2 separate regions of the Arachis hypogaea genome follow, and region 2 is linked to region 1. Evidence: chromatin contacts called from public Hi-C data. All regions are on one chromosome and are shown on one strand. The core of a region is the stretch at or near the end of the contact, and the rest is flanking DNA. Distances in the headings are between cores, read along the strand shown. Region 1 holds the start of LOC112720534 (D-amino-acid oxidase). Region 2 holds the start of LOC112721133.

Region 1 (2,947 bases), core at 250-2,749:
AAAATTCGGACAGCAATGAGTCACCAGTAAAGTCGGACGCTGCCCTTAAAAAAAAAACTGAACCTCACGTTCAAACCCAAAAGCAACACAATTCTAGGTAGTCCTTAGAACAGTACCTTTTATAACCAAAAAGGGTAGAACTCAATTATTGTTGATATATTCAAACACTACACAATCCTCACTTTTTCTCATATTTGCATTTGGATGGACACTAACAAAAGAATTGATTCATTGCTAACCATAACTCTAACAACAAATCAAAAGAAGACTAAGAGATAAGATCAATGAGCGAATTATGATGGATATACTTGCATAAATCTCCTTAGGTAAATTTTTTGTTTGTTTGTTTGTTTCATCTTATCAAACGAGGAGATTTTGCTCATACTTTGTTTGTGCAAATACCATGTGTCTTATTATGCTATAAAGCATATACGCTTTTTAATTTTTCATTTACACTGTAAATGACAGAAGAATAATTTCATATATTAGTAAATATTACAATTAATTTATTTATTTAAAAAAATTCTTCTCATCGACTTTTTATTGTCTCTTCAACCGCTCAACTGCTCACATAATAAATTCTTTTTTGGGTTAACCACATAATAATGTTTTTTTGGTAATTAACCACAATAATATTTAACACCCTAAGTTTTGCTATAAGTTTTTAAGCCCAAAATTTATTTAATAAGATCTCTGGTCCAGATCTGACTGTAATGGACCTAAGCTCGAGCAAGTATGTTAAGAAACCAAAAGGGCTTCTAGCTTTCTCCCACTCTGTTCTTTAGCTTGTTACAACAAAACCAAACAAAAACTCTTCTAAAAAAAAAAAAAAAAACTTAACAAATATTTTTTCAATAATCCCATCTGTGTATCGAATATTCTTTTGTATAAAAATATATTTATTATTTTTATAATTAGATATTTAAATTAATTCTAATTAATAAAATTTTCAATTTTTTTTAAAATAATAATATCAAAATAATATATAGATATATAGAGAAATTGATATTTTTGAGAATAAATATAAAAAGTATATTTTAATTAGTTAATATTAATTAAATTTTTTTAATTAAAAAGGTTTTATTTTTAAAATAATTAAAATTAATAATTTAAAATTCAAAATTTATAAAATTAATTTAAAAAATTAATTAATATTGAATAAAAAATTGACTTAGTTTATTCAATTAAATTTATTATATTTATCAAAAATTCTATTTTTTGGATCAATTTTTTAAATAATAATTTGATAAAGTATCAAAAATAAAAAATAATTATTCTTATATTAAAATAGTAAAACTCTCCTACTATAAGAATTATAAATTTAACTGTAGTTGATTGTTCACGTTATCACAATATCACTTTATTTAATATTTTTAAAAAATTAATAAAATTTATTATTTTTTATCTATAATTAATGATTAATATTTAGAAATATAGACTCTAGACTAAATAAATTAAATTAAGAACTAAAAATCTAAAATACTACCAAAAAAGTCGAAAACAATAAATTTTATTGACATTAGTGTTTTTTATTTCTCTTAATTTAGAGAATTTATATTCCTAATTTTTTTTAACCACGCAATAGCATTTAATGGCCACGTGTCACACAGCGAAGAAGCCGAGCAGTGATGAATCTAGCAGTGACCTCTCGAGCTTCAATGCTCACTCTATTCCACACAACCACTATTTCCATCACTTCCTCCGCCAATACAATTCCCTTACCGTCACGTCAGCCCATGGATCAGAATCCCAAGCGAGTTGTCGTCTGCGGTGGCGGAGTCATTGGTGTCTGCACCGCCTACTTCCTCGCCAAGAAGGGCGCCGCCGTCACTCTCATCGAGAAATCCGACGTGGCGTGCGCCGCCTCCGGAAAAGCCGGCGGATTCCTCGCCCTCGATTGGTGCGACGGAGGGCCCGTCGAATCACTCGCCCGCGCTAGCTTCAATCTCCACCGTTCACTCTCCGCCGAGCTCAACGGTCCCCAATCCTACGGTTACCGACCCCTAACTACTCTCAGCCTCACCGTAACAGAATCAGATAGCAACCCTCCCTCTTCTTCCACCCCTTCCAAATCCTCAACTGTTCCCTCATGGATCGACGGACCAATTCGGAGTCCAAGAACGATTGGAACCCCCGAAACGACGGCGCAGGTGCACCCGCAACTGTTTACGCGCACGCTAATAGCTAGGGCAGTTAAGGACCATGGGGCTCAGGTTGTTATTGGGAAGTTGGAACGGTTAGAGTTAGTTGGGGGCCGAGTTGGATCGGTTGTGCTTGAAGGAGGACGAGTTATTGAATGCGACTCGGTGGTTTTGGCGTTGGGTCCTTGGTCTGGGAAATTGGAGGTTTTGTCTTCATTGTGTAGAGTTTATGGTCTTAAGGCACATAGCATTGTTTTGGAGCCTAGAGAACCCAATTCCATAACCCCTCACGCACTATTTCTTAGTTATTACCCTTCAAGAGGTGGAAAAGCTATTGACCCAGAAGTCTACCCTCGTCCCACAGGTATGCTATTATTTGTAACTATGTACACCAAAATTCAGACTTTATTTTTGTGACTAAAAATGAACGAAAGAAGCAAAAAAAGGAAGAAACAAAGAAAAGCGAAATTAATTGGCTGGTTTCATGTCTAAGCTAATAAGATGACGAAGTTCATTCCAAGACTGAAGCCATTTCACATACTTCACAGCCTCCGAGGTAGCTGTTTTGCAAATTCACCATTTGGTGCTATTTTTTAGTTGCACAAATAAATAGAAGTTAGCAATTACTATGCATGAAATCTAAAGTAAAACTGAGAGAAAGGTGTATTATGGACCTCACCCGACAAGTTTAAAATATCTCTGTTGCTTTTGGGGTAGTTGTCAAGTATAATTGTTACAATTCATTGTTTACATAGCATTTCTCAGTTGACTACGTAGCAACTAGAAAGAAATACTTCACCAAACAA
Region 2 (3,171 bases), core at 591-3,090, 140 kb before region 1:
TCTAGACTTGGAGGAGTCCCCAGCTCAACAAGGAGGCAACCCAGACCAGAAACTAGTCGGAAGAGTATTAACAGGAAAGGTGCTAAATACAGTCACAGTGCGTAAGACGATCCTCAACATGTGGGGAGATCCACAGGGACTAGTGATCACCAATGCAGGACCAAACTCCTTCATCTTAAACTTCAAAAACGAGGAGGAAGCAAGAAGAGCGTATGATGGAGGACCATGGAGAATAGAAGGACATATGTTGAGCTTGCAGTGGTGGAGCCCAAACCTGTCCATCGAAGAGGTAAATAACAATCAGCTTCCTATTTGGATTCAAATACATGGGCTACCTTATGATAAAATTAATATAAAGAATGCTGAAAAAATAGGAGCAATAGTAGGGAGAGTTATAAGTGTTGAGAATCCATTTGTTGAAGGGAACATGCTCAGATCCTTCTTGAGGGTCAGGGTAGAGATAAATGTTCAAACACCTCTGAAAACAGGATTTTGGCTCAAAAGAGATGATGGAAGTCATTCATGGGCTGAATTCAAATATGAAAAATTGTATGATTACTGTTACAAATGTGGAAAAATTGGGCATGACAAAAAAGCATGTATTGAAGAGTTGGCTATGTCATTAGTAAACCCAACAATTCCTAGATATGGACCAGAACTTACAACTCCGGGACTGAGATCAATAGAGAATGAGGCAAGAAAGGCAGGAATTAGGAGGAGAAAGGAAGAACATAACAACTGGGTGGAGGAGTTATGGGAGGCGCGTGAGAGAAGCTTGCAAGGGAGAGAATGGCTGAAAAGACAATCACAAAGGGAGGAAGAAGGGTCAAATCAAGGGAGTATAAGAAGTTCTCAAGCCAGTGCCTTTGCAAAATCTTGGGGCAGATTGGCAAATCCACAAGAGCAAATGGGAGGGAGACAAGTGGCAACACAGGAAGCTCAAGAACAGGATGAAGGGACTGATGATGAAGAAATGAACGGTGATGATGATAATAATATATTGAACCTAGGTGATGGGACAGCAAACCAGGAAAAAGGGAAAAAGAAAAAGGACATTCTAGAAAAGCAACAAATGAGTGAATCAGTAGCAATGGAAAACGTGAATGATGTCAGGGAATTAGGAAAGGATGGGGAGAATGGGAAAGATAGCAACAAGATTTTTAGGAGGTATATAGAGAAAGGTGGGCCAAGCAGGAGAAGAATAGACAGCACAAAAAAGATGGCATGGGCTTTCATCAACCAAAGGCCCAATAGGGATAGCCAGCAAATTAATAGTGGGCCAACTAAAAAAGGAAAGAACCCCACTATTGGACAACTACTGAAGGAATTCAACAAGAAGATGGTTGAAGAAGGAAGGAAGAGAAATATAGAAGAGGGAGTGGAAGAGGAGGCCCAAAATAGAAAAAATATGGAAGTTGATGGGACAATAAGCCAAGATCAGAATAAGGGGGAAAAGCCAGAACAGAATAACAAGCAGCTAGTCACAGAAAGCGATGGAGGGTTCTACTATGTTGAACTGGCAGAAGAAGAAGAAGAACTAGAGCAGGAGAATAACAAAGCAATTGTAGTGGCCAAGGAATATGAAATAGAACTTGCTCGAAGAATGGAGGAAAAGCTGAAACTCAAAAGAAGAAGAGGAGATGACCAGCAGGGACAGATAGGAAATTGCCTGGACGAAGAAGAGGAAGCTGCGCGGGTGTGGAGAGCTAGCAAGAAGAACAAGGTGGTCGGAGGCCTCATGGAAGGGATGGCCAATGAGGATGAAGCACAGATCAGAGGAGACAACTTGGGAAACTCAATGGCTGAGGAGGCGGGCCTACACATGCCCCCAACTCAACCATGAGTGTGATAAGTTGGAACTGCCGCGGGGTTGCGGCCCCCGCGACAGTTTCTGAACTGCACAGCATGTGCAAACAAATAAAGCCTGCAATAGTATTTCTAATAGAAACTAGAGCTAGAGAAGGAACTATTAAGAAGTTGAAAAGAAGGTTGCATTTTGAGAATGTATTTCACATAGAACCCCGGGGACTGTCCGGAGGGCTATGCCTTTTGTGGAATGAAATATATAATATTGATATTTATTTTTGGTGTGATAATCATATAAAAGCTCGGATTGACGATAGGAAAGGGAAGATATGGACATGTAATTTTATCTATGGAAACCCACGCTTTGGAAGAAGAAAGGAGCAATGGAGAGCAATTACAGAAAACAATTGTAATGAGGGAGAGCCGCAGTTATTCATAGGAGACTTTAATGACATCTTGAGTCAAGAGGAGAAAATTGGTCTACATCCAAAGCCACAAAGCCAGGTAAGAGAGTTTAGACAGTTTGTGGATATGAATTGTCTTATGGATTTAGACCTAAAAGGTGGAAGATTTACGTGGTTTAGTAATCCGAGGAATGGATTCATCACTAGGGAGAAAATAGACAGGGCGTTAGCCAATTGGGAATGGAGAGCTTTGTACCAGCATGCGTCACTCACAGCTCTACCAGCAATAAGTTCTGATCATTGTCCGATAGTTTTAAACATCAATCAAATTCAAAGAAGGGAGAAGAGTTTTAAATTCGAGGCATTTTGGGTCGATCATGATGAGTGTGAGAATGTAGTAAGGAAGGGGTGGGATAAAGGGAATATTCATGGATGCGATTGGAAAGAATAACAAGAAAAATGGAAAATTGCAAAGAGGAACTTAAGAAGTGGAGTAAGAAGACTTTTAAACGTGCAGATAAAGAAATCCACAAATTGAAGGATGAATTGAAGAAGCTACAAGATTCGAACTTAACACAAGAAAAGCAGGAGATGATACAATTAATAAAGGAGAATATAGCAGTTCTATGGAAGCAGGAAGAGAAATATTGGGGACAAAGAGCCAGGTTGAAATGGTTGAAATTGGGAGACAAGAATACAACTTTCTTTCATGCCACAACCATTCAAAGAAGAGAGAGGAACAGAATTGACAAACTGAAGAATGAAGACGGATCATGGATGGAAGATAGGAAAGAAATCATGAAACACATAGAGGAACAATTTGAAGCGTTATTCACTTCTAACAGAAACAGAAACTTGGCAGCAACTCTAAATAAAATTCAAGCGAGAGTCACAGAAGAGATGAACAGGGGGCTGATCTCAGAAGTCACTGAAGAGGAGATTAGAAAAACAGTTTTCAGCA

The links. Hi-C and Micro-C count contacts between places; a contact is called where the count stands out from the background.
Region 2: a Hi-C map of an unstated tissue shows a contact between it and region 1, with 10 times the contacts expected there. The contact joins the promoter of LOC112721133 here to the promoter of LOC112720534 in region 1. A contact is called at or near these places in 5 of 8 Hi-C or Micro-C datasets (leaf and an unstated tissue).

Annotation. Positions count from the first base shown.
Region 1 is chr11:22,025,980-22,028,926 of arahy.Tifrunner.gnm2.J5K5, reverse strand. LOC112720534 (D-amino-acid oxidase) reads left to right here and starts at 1,499. Exons shown (of 3, transcript XR_011867384.1): 1 at 1,499-2,505.
Region 2 is chr11:22,163,926-22,167,096 of arahy.Tifrunner.gnm2.J5K5, reverse strand. LOC112721133 reads left to right here and starts at 1,840. Exons shown (of 1, transcript XM_025772203.1): 1 at 1,840-2,661. The coding sequence starts at 1,840. The coding sequence ends at 2,661.